Linked DNA regions of Hordeum vulgare: regions 1 and 3 are each linked to region 2. A link is a contact called in public Hi-C data. All regions are on one chromosome and are shown on one strand. The core of a region is the stretch at or near the end of the contact, and the rest is flanking DNA. Distances in the headings are between cores, read along the strand shown. Region 1 has its middle 190 kb from the start of LOC123410627. Region 2 holds the start of LOC123410627 (heavy metal-associated isoprenylated plant protein 27-like). Region 3 holds the start of LOC123410652 (serine/arginine repetitive matrix protein 2).

Region 1 (4,443 bases), core at 1,755-4,254, 190 kb before region 2:
ATGCATGATTGTGTACTATATGTAGTAGCGTCGAGTTGTTCGACCAAGCACGAAGAAAGAAAGGTCACTTCTCTCTATATATGTTCATGAAGATGTTGTGTAATTAATGGTTCTTCATTTGCGTACTAGCTAGCGTCGAGTTCTCTCTATATATAGTAGCTACCGTCGACCAAGAACGGAGAAAGAGAGACCACTTATCTGTATATGTAGTAGCTAGCTAACACAATATGAAACCCCTAATAAAAGCCTCCAAAACCCCTAACCCCCCCCCCCCCCTTCAAAAAAAAGCCCAGCGCCTGCGAGTTGCTGACGCGTGGCTTCCTTTTGGTCCCGATTGGTGTTACCAACCGGGACTAACGATCCTCCTGCCTGGGTGCCCCGCAACGACCACGTGGAGATCCTTTGGGCCCGGTTCACAAGCCAACCAGGTTAAAGGTTTGGGCCTTCAGTCCCGATTGTTTTGTCCCTGTTGAACCACCGGGACTAAAGCCCCTCTGAAACCGGGACTAAATCCCTGTTTTCTACTAGTGAGATTTCCTGCATACTTACCACATATGCATGTATATATATTGGCCATTGATCCTTAGGAAATACAAGTTGCATATTTTTAACAAAACCAAGCATGCAATACATGGCATGCATTTTGATAACATTGTACACCCGAAAACGAGCGGATGAATAAAGATATGGCTCCAGCAAGGGAATGGTCCAACAATCTTCAGAAGAACTAAGGTAATATTATGCATAAACACAAAGTTAGGAGGTGGTGCATTTCAAATCTGATAGTTTAGCACCGACGAGACACAATAATATTGTATCAAATTGTCGCCTTGGCCCCCCTAGAACAATCACATTTATCTGGCTACACAGTAAAAGGCACCCATCATCTGAAAGTCGACGGGAATAAGCAGAAATTTTGGATAAAATGGACATGTGAACAGTACGGTGACTTGCCCCCTTCTTCACACGGTCCGATCAAAAATTTATGGACAGATCTGCGTGGACAGTGTCTGAGATACAGTGTTCGGCCGTCCACAGTATTTCGATACAGTGATCCGCACACAGTGCCACCTACAATACTTTCACTACAGGATTTGATCTGGTATGTCCATCCTTCATCTAACGGCTGGCTTCTTGTCAGTTATGACATGACTAGCCACGGGCGAGTCACTGGATCCCTGTCCAAGATAATACAATGTGAGAGCATCTACAGCCACATCCTAAAAAATTGCTCATGAGCATGGTCCCAGCAAAAGAGCAAAAAAGCATTGGAAAATGTCCAGCGGTAGAACATATATCCTCCCCTCCAGCACGCCACAGGCAATGTGCAGGATCTACATACATTGAACTCCCTTGACTATAGGCTTTAGTTTATCTTTCACTTGTCCATCCTCCTACCACTAATCAATTGCTCACGTAACATATTACTCTTTATGTGCTATGATTCTATGAATGGCCTAAGGCGGACAATGCGAGCTCATCAACGAAGTGGTTTATTTTATAATTGGCAACTTACAGAGATTCCCTTATCCCCGTCTACTTTTAACAATTAGTTAATCTTCTCGGTCCTCGGTCATAGTAGAGAAACCGATCACTCCTGTACTTTAAATCTTACTTTACCCGTTGCTGATGCTCTCTTGTGGGAATAAGATTTTGCAGAAAGGGTTTTGGACTTTTGATGACTATTATTATTAACTCAATGGACCAAGGTAGAGTCCAACAAAGCAAGATCAGTCTCAAGATGCTCTGGATCAAGCTGATGGTGACAATTATATATCAACCTTTGTGTGCTTAGTGGGAGAAGAGGAAAAGATGGAGACCATTAGCACTAACAACATCCTGGAAGGATGTGGTGCTCACCATCTATGGATATTATTAGAAGGCATCTTGCGATTAGGGTGCCTTGTATAATCATAAAATCGCAACCAAAAAGACATGGATGGTATCAAAGACAGGTTTTGGTCAACTAATAGATACCGAACTCTGCACCTAAAGTGTGGTTCTTTTTGCTAAATAAATGGGAAGCACCACGTAGTGTATTATAATGATCCCTACATTCAAATTGTTAAGTCAAGTGGAATAGAATGATCCGGTCTGGGTCACTTCATGGCTGAGGAAACTCGAAACAATCCGGACTACATATAGTATAATAGCACACATATTATGCTCAGGATAAGTTTCTCATGGAGGATACAGATGCCAGGAGGAGATTATGAGGTATTGCACAAAAATATCTGCACGGAGATACTTCGAGTTTGCAAGCTTTCATAATCATTATCACGAATTCACGATCAATGTAAAGGAGGTATCCACTTGGTCAGTAGAAGTCTACAATGTAGGATATAATTGGGTTAACACTTTCTATTAAGAAACATTAAAGATTAATATATTAAAAAAAGGTCATGAAAAGTGGTTTGAACTAACATATATATATGGATAAGGATGCAGAAGTGCTAGTTGCATTGCTAGTGCAAGATATCTCGTGAAAATGTGGTTTGAACTAACATATATATATGGATATCAACAAGCAAAATAATCAGTAGAGGGAAGTCCCTTTCGTCCTAAAATTTCCCTGATAGCTAAGCTCGAGCACTTCCTTTTGGATATAATTTCCCTGACTGAATCGAAGTACAGACCCGATAGTGCATTTTCAGAAAGTTTGGAAGAAGGCAAAACAATTCTAGTCGATCGTATAAATCATAATTTTCCTAGCCCTGTTAGAAAATATCTAGTTACTACAGAAAATAAGATCATGTCACCGGAATATATCTTTGCAGGGTTAAGACCGTAAGAGTGTGCATTAATATTCGTCTAACCCATCCACTAACCCACTAGCCAACTTTACGACATAGATACGGCTACTTTACAATCAAATAGACAGTCACAGGCAGTACTTAAGACAGGCACCTTTTCAAGCAAACGGTGTCACAGGCCTTCTGCAGTATTTGCTTGGTCCAAACTTTCGACATTTAGATCCCTAATAAGCCCAATAGCAAAGGGTTTTTCATGTGGACATGTCACAGCTGATCCTGAGGCTCATGTCCCAGCCACAATCGTTTTCTGAAAGGGACAGCGGGTGGGATGCCAGAAACTTTTGCCCAAAGTTCTAAAAAAAAAACAGTTGCCCGAAGGGAAGGGCGGGCGAGATGCATTCAAAGCGAGCTTGCTTTGACCCTAATAAGTTCATATGGTCCTCTTTGACTACGCAGACCCTGAACTAACAAAGTGGTAAAATCACAGATGCCTGAAACTGAAGCTACGAGCAACCACAGTCGCCTGATGCCCAAAGCACTATGCAAGGGGTGAGAAAGCATGAACTTGCCGCCTACGGGGTGTGGAGTAAATGGCCGCGTGCAAGGTGCAACTACCATGGAAGGTGGAACAACCTAGTTCAATTCTGCCTGGAGCTGGATGCCTCATGTGCATTGGTCCAAGATCGCTTTTGACTGCGGCCGGTCGAAACCAAACCGGTGCAAGAACAAAGACAGTAAAGGTGCCGCACGCCGGACCTGAATTATTTCCCTTTCTCTCGCTCGTCCCTCGCGGCCCAGGCTTGGAGTACAGCATGCCGTGTTGAGAATAGGGTCGCGCGCAAGGAGACAGAACGGCCTGCAAGGCAGGTGCTCTGTGCGCAGGATCATGCAGGCTGCCGTTTCATTTGGGACGGTCAGGTAACTGCTCGCCAAGTTCTGAATCTTTTCTGATGCAGGGACATTAATTCAGAGTGGGGTGTGGAATTTCTGCGAAAGATTGTTTCGGGGGTTTAAATGCCGGTGAATTCATCTGTAAATAGACGTGGAGAGGTCGAGAATTCGAAGTGAGATCCTCAAAGAGGAAAATCGAAGTCAGGAGTGAGGACTGAGGAAGGCACTGGTGATCGGATTGATCAGATAAGAATGGGAATAGTTCGATGATCGTGACACATACTAGGATTATTAACTGAGGGGCAAGTTCGGTCGTACCAAAGCCGTCGCCGTGGACCGCCTCACATGACGCCGCCGATGATGTACCGATCTCTGGTAGAGGCCCCCTGACTGGGCAAGCCCAGTTCTTTTTTTAACTTTTTTTTCTGTTTCTTTTTTCCCTTTTCTGCTTATTTTCTTTCTTTTTTTATTTTTTGTTCCTTTTTTTTCCTTTTTTCCCTTTTTTGCATTTTTTATGAAAATTAACAAATGTTGAATTTTCCATCATTTTTTAAAACATAAATATTTTCAAAATGGAGAACAAATAGGAAAACTCAAACAAATGTTTAAAGCACGAATATTTTTTGAATCTTGAGAATAAATTTTAAAACCCAGAATAATTTTGGAAAATTGTGAAAAAATTCGGAAGCACGAAAAATATTTAAAGCACAAACATTTTTTCCAATCTTGAGAACAGAAATTTTAAACTGAGAACAATTTTGATAAACACCGAACAAATTTAAAAGCGCGAACAATTTTT
Region 2 (4,221 bases), core at 651-3,150:
TCTTAGATCACGACATATGTTATTTATCAATAAAAATTCGTACGTAGTTAGAATTCACGGACATGTTTGTTGTACTGCCACATGATTTTGAGGTATTCAGCATCTTAGCTAGAACCGTGAGAAAAAATGATAATCAAGGTGTACCATGTAAAGTTGCGGCTTAAAGTGTAATTAGTAGTTTGCGGCACCACAATGATTGAGTGCGGTGCTAGACTTATTATAAAATTCTATGAAATTACATTTACAATATTGCTTAAAAATCTATGAATTTTTACTTGCATACTTGGATGCCACTAACTTACACAAGGTAGGATCAAAGGCAAACAAGTCGCGATAATCATAAAGATTGAATCCAAAATCAAAATCATTCATTTTTGAGGGTTGACAAGCTAATCTCTCGCCGCCGGTGATAGAAGGGAATCAAAGAAAATACGGATAGACATGATATTCGTGATCAAGGGTGGATCCAGATTTTTTTCTATAAAATATAATCATGTGAATCAAACTACCAATATAGAAAAAAATCATAAGGATTCTAACCCTCTAAAAATCCTCTGAAGCTCCTTTGAAGCAAAGGAGCCCTAAATAGTTTTCTATGAGGATATGAGCTAATTCTCTAGAAATTTACAAATTTATGTGGGAGCCTGGTCCCCACTGAGCTGTATTTTGGTCCGTCCATGTTGACGTGATGTAGAAGGATACTGACTAGTCTATTTCAGAAATGCGACGTGTGATATGTTGGAATGCGTCCGCGTGTAGAAGTATGGTTAGCGAAACATCATACTGATGTGGTCTCAAGGTGTCGTCTAGAGACCCAAAAACGTATAAGTACAATGTGAAGGAAAACTTCTCAGTATTCGTGGTTGAATATGACTATGACACGGAGAGAGCTCATCACGATACACTTGACGCCTCTGGCCGTCTGGCATCAGCTCACATCTCGTGAGCGCGCACAACGTTGTGGCGTCGATCGCGCGGTGCATAACATGTCGAGTTGTAAGAACAAATACAATAAAGCTGGATTAGCTGACTATAAGAAATAAACTAATATATTTTTATTTAGTTAGAGGAAAGAGAAGAGGGGAGAGAAGGTAAGCGGGCTCTTAACTAAGTGTCAGCTCTAGCACGTGTTCCTAGGCCTTTCTGAATATGAAAGATGGACCATATAATAAAAAAATAGTATACTTTTACAATGAACTATTGTACATGTTGGCTATAAGATAGGCTATAGATGACATGACAATGGCTTATAGCCAGCAACTGACTATACTGTTGTACTTGCTCTAAGGCATTTGTCCACACACTTTCGCACAATGAATTAGGTTCTTGGTTTTAGACACATCCATCAATAAATCAATTGTACATTGGAAAATCAAAGTTCTACGCCCAGCAACCTCTTTATTCATATTTACTTTCTGTTATTTAAGGTAGACTTCAGCTCACTGAAAAGTGAGTTTTTCTTCCCTCAAAAGGGAGAAAAGGAACAGTGCACTTTTCCAACTCGACTGGGACTTAAAGAGAGAAATATGTACGGTGTCTCCATTATACACGCTAGCTAAGCGTGTCATTCCACGCGCTAAGCGTGTGATTCTACTCGTCAAGCGCTTACGGCGGGAAGCCAAACCGTAGGCCAGAAACCTCCCGTGAAAGAGGAGATATTTATTGCCATAAAAGGGAAAAGAAGAAGAATATTGTTTGCCGACGTGTGGTCCTTCTTCTCCTTTGTGGACTCGCGACGGCGACGGCGACAGCTAGTCGGCACTACGCAACGGGCGGGCGCAGAGATCCGAAGAAAGCTGCAGCCTGTGAGCCTTCCGCCGGGCTGCTGGCCACTCTGGTCCCGAAGTAATATATGGGACGACGACGACGTGAGCGTGGGCGCGGCTCCGTCACGCGACAGCGAGACAGGCTTGTCGACGTACGTGTGACCCCCTGAGCCCAACCCCGGGCCAAGCACCTCGATCGCCTCTCACGTCTTGCTCCTAGGGAACAGGTGGCTCCTGGTCGCGCTTCCATCGATCCAGTCTTGGTCGCACGTTCGGCCGTATATAAACCCTCGCTCCATCCATCCATGGAGGACCCCAGGAGCACCACAACACTGTACACCCTCTTCCTTCTCCGCTCGCGCGGCTCCTCCATTGCCAGAGCTTGGTCGAGTGGTCGGTCGGTCGGTCGATGGGCTTCCTAGAAGCCCTGTCGGGGCTGTGCCGAGCGTGGCCGGCTCCCCTGACCCGCGGCCACCTGCAGAAGGGGCGGCAGCTGGAGACGGTGGAGATGAAGGTCCGGATCGACTGCGAGGGCTGCGAGAGCAAGATCCGCAAGACGCTGGAGGGGATGGACGGCGTCACCGGCATCGACGTCGTCCCCAGGGAGAACAGGGTGACCGTCACCGGCTACGTCGACGCCGCCAAGGTGATGCGCCGCGTCGAGCGCAAGACCGGCAAGCGCGTCGAGCCGTGGCCCTACGTGCCCTACGACGTCGTCGCGCACCCCTACGCGCCCGGCGCCTACGACAAGAGGGCGCCCGCCGGCTACGTGCGCGACGTCATGGCCAACCCCGACGCCGCGCCGCTCGCGCGCGCCACGTCCACCGAGACTAGGTACACCGGGGCCTTCTCCGACGACAACCCCAACGCGGCGTGCGCCATCATGTAGCTCCGATCCTCACTAGGATCGAACTCTTCCCATTCCGTACGTTTGGCAACTCCTACTGTAGTAACTGCTATGTAGTAATATCTGGGTTACACTTTTTCCTCGGTGGAGCTGCATGGCTTCTCCGGGTTGGTTCACGCGGCAGGCTGGGCAAGCTGGCCGTCCTGTCGTCGTTCCCGTCGCAGATTCTTCAGCCTGCCCCGCCGTCGCGGTGTTGGGGCCGGTCAAGCTCTTCGACCACTGATGAGGTACGTAGCAATAAACTCTAGGAGGCAGACCTGGCTAGCTCTGGCCGTTGGTCTTCTTCCCATTCTGCTCGGCTGCAAGGTTGATCGATCTGGAATGATCTTGTACTTCGCCGGGCCCTTTCGCCGCCGGGAATGATCCTCGATCGACGTCCTGATGACTCGGTGTACTGTCCGGCGGCATTTCTCCAGTGTCAGGTGCAGTTGCTGCTGTGTCCATGTGTGCCACCTATTTTTAACCTCCAGGCTCTAAGAAAGCCCTGGAGGCCACCAAAGATCACGCCCAATGCCTGGAAATGAGAACTCATCTTGCCAGGCAAGGTCGGATCTTTGTGATTGAATAAATGATTTAGTTTCTTCCAGAATAGAGCAGACACATTGTAATTTCCTTTCTTTACAAGAACCATATGTAGCGATCTAGGAGTATGTAACAATTCTGCACAACCAATTTAGTGCGTATTTTTAAGGAACAATCTGTAACCAATTATTGGCTTGGTGTATGCTTGAATGATAACCAAAACAATCAATACTATTTTTATTTTCGTCATGGCCAAAATCTTGGCCTTTGCTTGGATGGTTACCAATATTTTGGCAAGCTCATGTATTCTAACCAACTTTACTTCAATTTTTCTTGCAACACTGGCCAAAACATGGGAAACCAAAACCTTAAATCGAATTGGTAGGGTTGGCTTGAGCTCAAAGCAAACCCACCATTAATGACCTTGGTTGTTTCAAATAACATATAAGCATTACCAATGGGATAAATAATTCTTGTTAGTACTAGTGTTTTCCTCAGATACAGTATTTTACTTGCATGGAGTATTTATTAGTTATTAAAAAGTATATTTTTCAAAAATGTAGTCTCTGGTTTAGGGACCGAACACCAGCCTCCATCCGATGAGATGAGATGAGTTGCATGAGGAGTGTGGGACGGATGAGCGGGACGGGAAGGATAAACAGAGTTAGAGATGGAGGGAGAGGAGTGGTGACCTCATGACAACCGGCGACATACTCGGGAAGGGGCAAAGAAGGAACACGAGGTGTGGGAGTTAGATTGCATAGGGGGGGGGGGGGGTGTGGAGAGGTCACTCCCTAGTCGTATCCTTTGAGACAATGAAAAAGTTATATTGACACCTCGACTTTGTATGGGATGTGGGATGTTTGTATTTCAAATTTAACATGGTCATGCTTACTTATGTATTTGTATCAGATAAGTCGGAAACTGGCATTGATATTTTATTCAACCCATTAGGCAACCCCACCCCACTCCTAATTCTCAACACATGTTTTTTCCAAACGTTGAGGTCAATTAAGGATGCACCTA
Region 3 (4,592 bases), core at 1,907-4,406, 170 kb after region 2:
TAAAGCTCATATTGATCAAAAGAGATACTACTTTTGAGGCATCAATGTCATTAGTTAGTCCTCACCATTGTTGACCAAGAAGCTGTGTTGTTTTCAACTTTTCGTTTAGTTTTCTGCTTATTCCTCAGTGGAAAAATGACATGTTCAGTTCTAGGATATAGACTTTATGAATCAAGATCATGCATGTTTATATATATTATAAACAACAAGACAATACCAACTCCTTCGACTAAGTACTCAAACATGTTTGTTCAGAACCACACCAAGCAGGTTTACTGATGATATATTTTTTACGTTTTTCACTTATGGTTTTGAGAAATCAGTATAGCAACACCCTATTATCCTCAGTCATTTCTCAAAGCACTACAATCAAGGTGGAAACAAAAACAATTTTGATGACATTTCATTGTCCTAACACCTCAGCATAACCAATGTAATCCTGGTCATCAACCAGTAACATCATCCATGCTCAACATGGTAGCACTAATGTGAAATATTTGAAAATTCTTTAAGAGGTGGAGTGGAGGGGGCATTGTTGCACCTTGAATTGATCCCTTCCATTGTAACACTCAAACCCTAGTAAATATAAGTAGCTTGAAAGAACTAGTGCAGCACAAGAAAATAAGCAAAGGTTTCTGGAAAAGTTACCTTCTCAAGCTGAGTTCTGATTTCTTCAACAGCTTGCCTCACTTCTTTACGCATCACATCATACAGCACATTTGAATCATTATCTTCAATTGGCTGCTCCAATGATAACATAAAACACATATCTATTAAATGCTAGGTCTTCCAAAACTCTAGTTGTGGGAATTTGAAATAATATTGTGAAATCAACCTTCTCCTGGGAATAAACAGCCCGATTTCCACTGTTACTTCTGCTATGAAAAGAATGAGCATCCCTAGATTCATCATCAGTTAACGAAGAATGGCTCTGCAAATATCAACACGAATATATTCAATGTCGAATTTCAACCACAAAAAAAAATGAGCCCACGACACATGACAGTGTCAATTGTTATTATGCACCAAGAAACAGACAGCACAAATTTCCTCCCCCTAAAAAAAAGCACACCACAAATAGAACTATTACACACCATGTTGCATCACTGCAACAGAAACTAATTGCACTGTGCACCAGCTATATTGCAACTTTTCGTACAGAAACTAATATTTAAAAGATGATACATTTTTCACATCCATAAATAGCAAGGGCCTAATCAGTGATCAATAATTTCTAGCAACACAGAAAATACAAGATGAGAGGTACTCACTGAGCCGCTGTCTCGTAAATGTACAAAATCATTTTGACTTGTAGACCTTGTCAGAGTCTGATTCACTTTAGACTTATTAAGTGAATTCTGCAGACTATGGCCATTGCTAGATTTGGTATTTGTGCCCCTAGAACCAGACCGGCGAGAAAAATCCATATCATTCTGCAACCATAAATGGAAAAGAAAATTAGAAGCAGCATTAAACATACTAGATGCAATGAATTGCAGGAATACAGGTTAAGTTTTTTATGTTGTTCAAGCAGAATAAACCGGAAGGTGATAATGGGAACACAAAGTGCACGATCAAAAGGCAAAAACAAGGAATCGGATGATTACTGACTTTGACGAGAATTGAACAAAGCGCACTAGGAGTTAAAATTAAAAGGCACATTAGCAATAATAAAGCAGAGTGATAGCCTAGTTTTGAACACTATTCAGAACTCATAGATAACATTAGGGCATTCTTAATTTCATTCTACCAATGAAAAGGCAGAGCTCCTGGCAATAATTTGAAAAAATATATACTTAATTTCAAGCTATCAACGGCATTACGTTTACCTACTTGCGAAGGAACAGAGGATAAAAAAATGACTTCACAGTGATTCCAGTCACTTGTTTTGTTACAAGAAAAATTGACATTGTGTAGGACATTCTGCTGTTGAATTCCAAATAATAAACCGTCTTATTTCCATGGAAAGCATCCTATTGTCATGGGCATACAATTGGCAACGTATATCTGTTGTATAATATAATTCCCCACTTCCTCCAATCTAATATTAATTTTGGATTGTCCATAATAGATCTAAACAAGAACACAGGAAATACCAAAGGAAAAAGTGCAAAGGCATGTGAATGTCAATTGTAAAGCATGAACTAAGAAACAGTAAAACATAACCAATTGCTCATTTCTGGCTTATCATGACAAGCATCAGTGTTTATTCCTAGTGCATCTGATACGGGGTCTACTTACTCCATCTCATCTATTCAATCTGATCAACTAGACTAGGGTACGTAATTAACACTGTTATAAATTCAAACATCAAATAGACTCGGATAAAAAAAAACTAAAAAAGAGATGCTATTTTGGGTTAAGAAATACAGTACTAGATTCAAACGTGAAATGCTACTGGAACTTACATCCGATTCACACCACCGCTGCCGGTCCGTGGAGGCACGGCGGTCCACCGAGGCATACCGTTGCCGGCCAATCGAGGCGCGCCGATCCACCGAGGCATACCTCTGCCTCCTGGCGGCGACGGCCCCATTTTCAGCCGCGGAGGCCCCGGCCCGCCGCTCCGGCGGGGGCCGCGACACCGAGCGCTCGCGCTGCCTGGACGAGGCCGTCTCTCTGGCGTACCGCGCGGTGGAGCTCCGCCGGGCGCCGCGGCCCTTCTCGGCGGGCGCGGGGAACCTGAGCCGCCCGCGCGAGTCGTCGTCCCCGCGCTGCACCACCACCTCCTCGTCGTCGTCCTCGGACTCCACCCTGGCCCGGAAGAACTCGTCCGCCAGGTCGTCGAGGCTGATCTCCGGAAAGCCGCCCGACGGCCCCCCGCCCCGCACCTTGGTCACGAACCTCGAGGAGGGCGTCGGCGCGTCCTCCGGGGACGGCGACGGCGGCGGGAACCGGTTCAGGCTCCTCGACCGGCGGAGGCTGCCCCCGCCGCCCGCGCCGTCGGGCGTCCGGCCGCGCGCCGCGGCCCCGAACGCGTCCCTCCTCGCCGTCGCCGCCGCCATCGCCGCAGCGGCTAGGGTTTCGAGCTGCCGCCGCTAACCCCCACAGCTCCTGTGCTTGTCGCAGCAGGCAGCACAGCACTACCGGACCAGATAACGAACGGGAATGGCGAGGCGAACGGGCCTCGAGTGCGCCGAGCGAAATCGACACGAAAATCCCTTTCCCCCCCTCTGGAGTCTGGACTTTGGTAGCACCGCGCCCGTACAACAACGTGCGCCCCGGGCCCGCCTGTCATCGGGCGTTGGGCCCCGAGCGATGGCGTGCGCGTCGGGCGGTCGGGGGGAGGTTTCGAATTCGAAATTCGAAAACCGAAACCCGGCCGGGCTTTGAGGGGGGATTCAAACGATCATCCGTTTCGTCGGCACGTGAATGAATCGTAACTGCGCTGTGCCGCTGCAGGAAAGGAAATGATTGTCCAGCCGTGCAAGCATTTATTACGCCGGGGGGGAAACGTTGGCACGGGGGACGGGCTGTGGGTCGTTGGACGTTGCTGCCATGCCGACGCGTCGGCGTCGGTCGGTCGCCCGTGGCCTGCCCTCGTGTGCTCCGCCGAGCGCCAACCACCGCAGTTCGACGGAGCCACGCACGCACGCCGTCTGCGATGCAGAGCTCAGCTGCTACTGCTGTGCCGTGTCTGAGAATGAACTGGCTGCTCGTGGGGGCGAGCCGGGGGGGAAACTAGCGGGAAATTTTGAAGTTGCGGGGCACAGCTCGTAGCTCGACTTGCTCTACGTCGATCAGTGGGCCGCTCAGCTTTCCGAAGGCGGCTGCAGCGTGCAGTGGGGATAATAGTTGCGCCTCGGGCCCTCCTGCTCTTCTGTCCCCCTGCCTGCGCCTCGTGCTGATCTTTTTTGCTTTTGGAACGCACGAACCGCGACTCTTGGTACTCGAGGAGGGCAAAATTTCGTGTTTTTGATTTTTTTTTTATAGTGGATTCAGACTTTATCCTAATTTATAAAAAATTTGAAATCCCATCATTTTCTTACCGTCACAATCCATGACGGTAGGATATAACAGCCTATCGACAAGGTCCCTGACGATAGGGTTATACGTTCTACCATAAAATAAAAATCTAAGTTGCAAACGCAAGGTGTGCACGCACCTACCATCGAACGCCTTGGCGGTAGGGTTGCACACCCTACCACCCGTGTGGCGATAGGGATGTGTTGCCTGACGTGGTCAAGTTGCCTACCATCGAAGACTTTGGCGCCAGGCTGTTGTACCCTACTGCCATGACGCCTTGCGGTAAGAAAAGGGTTAGATTTGATTTTTTTCTACAAACTAGGGTCAAATCTAGATCAACTATCAAAAAGGATCAAAACACGAAATTTAGCCGCCTAGAACCAAACCATATCATATTTTTTTCTATGGTCTTGTACTAGTAAAAATGTTCGTGCGTTGCAAGGGAAGAGAAAAAATACCACACGCGTTTAATTTATAAAAAATAGTCTATAATCAGGGAATTTGTAGCTATAGTTTAAACAAAGATGGTCTTAGCCTACGAAGCGCAGTTCAAGATCACACATGTATTCTATTTCAATACATCTTGCATGCAGATTTAATTCATGCAAAGAAATGGGTAAGTGATC

Evidence for each region. Hi-C and Micro-C count contacts between places; a contact is called where the count stands out from the background.
Region 1: a Hi-C map of leaf shows a contact between it and region 2, with 5 times the contacts expected there. The contact joins the enhancer-like site here to the promoter of LOC123410627 in region 2. A contact is called at or near these places in 2 of 6 Hi-C or Micro-C datasets (leaf and seedling).
Region 3: a Hi-C map of seedling shows a contact between it and region 2, with 3 times the contacts expected there. The contact joins the promoter of LOC123410652 here to the promoter of LOC123410627 in region 2. A contact is called at or near these places in 2 of 6 Hi-C or Micro-C datasets (leaf and seedling).

What each region holds. Positions count from the first base shown.
Region 1 is chr7H:533,135,267-533,139,709 of MorexV3_pseudomolecules_assembly, reverse strand. No RefSeq gene overlaps it. Among protein-coding and RNA genes, the nearest start is that of LOC123410627, 190 kb to the right of the region's middle. Within about 2 kb of position 3,004, at least 1 of the 3 cell types and tissues checked has open chromatin away from gene starts, as enhancers often do. A contact at or near this core is called in leaf, where this site is marked.
Region 2 is chr7H:532,946,593-532,950,813 of MorexV3_pseudomolecules_assembly, reverse strand. It overlaps LOC123410627 (heavy metal-associated isoprenylated plant protein 27-like), which reads left to right and starts at 1,900. Exons shown (of 1, transcript XM_045103568.1): 1 at 1,900-3,435. The coding sequence starts at 2,176. The coding sequence ends at 2,655.
Region 3 is chr7H:532,773,385-532,777,976 of MorexV3_pseudomolecules_assembly, reverse strand. It overlaps LOC123410652 (serine/arginine repetitive matrix protein 2), which reads right to left and starts at 3,156. Exons shown (of 8, transcript XM_045103593.1): 1 at 2,409-3,156; 2 at 1,272-1,433; 3 at 836-931; 4 at 649-741. The coding sequence starts at 3,005.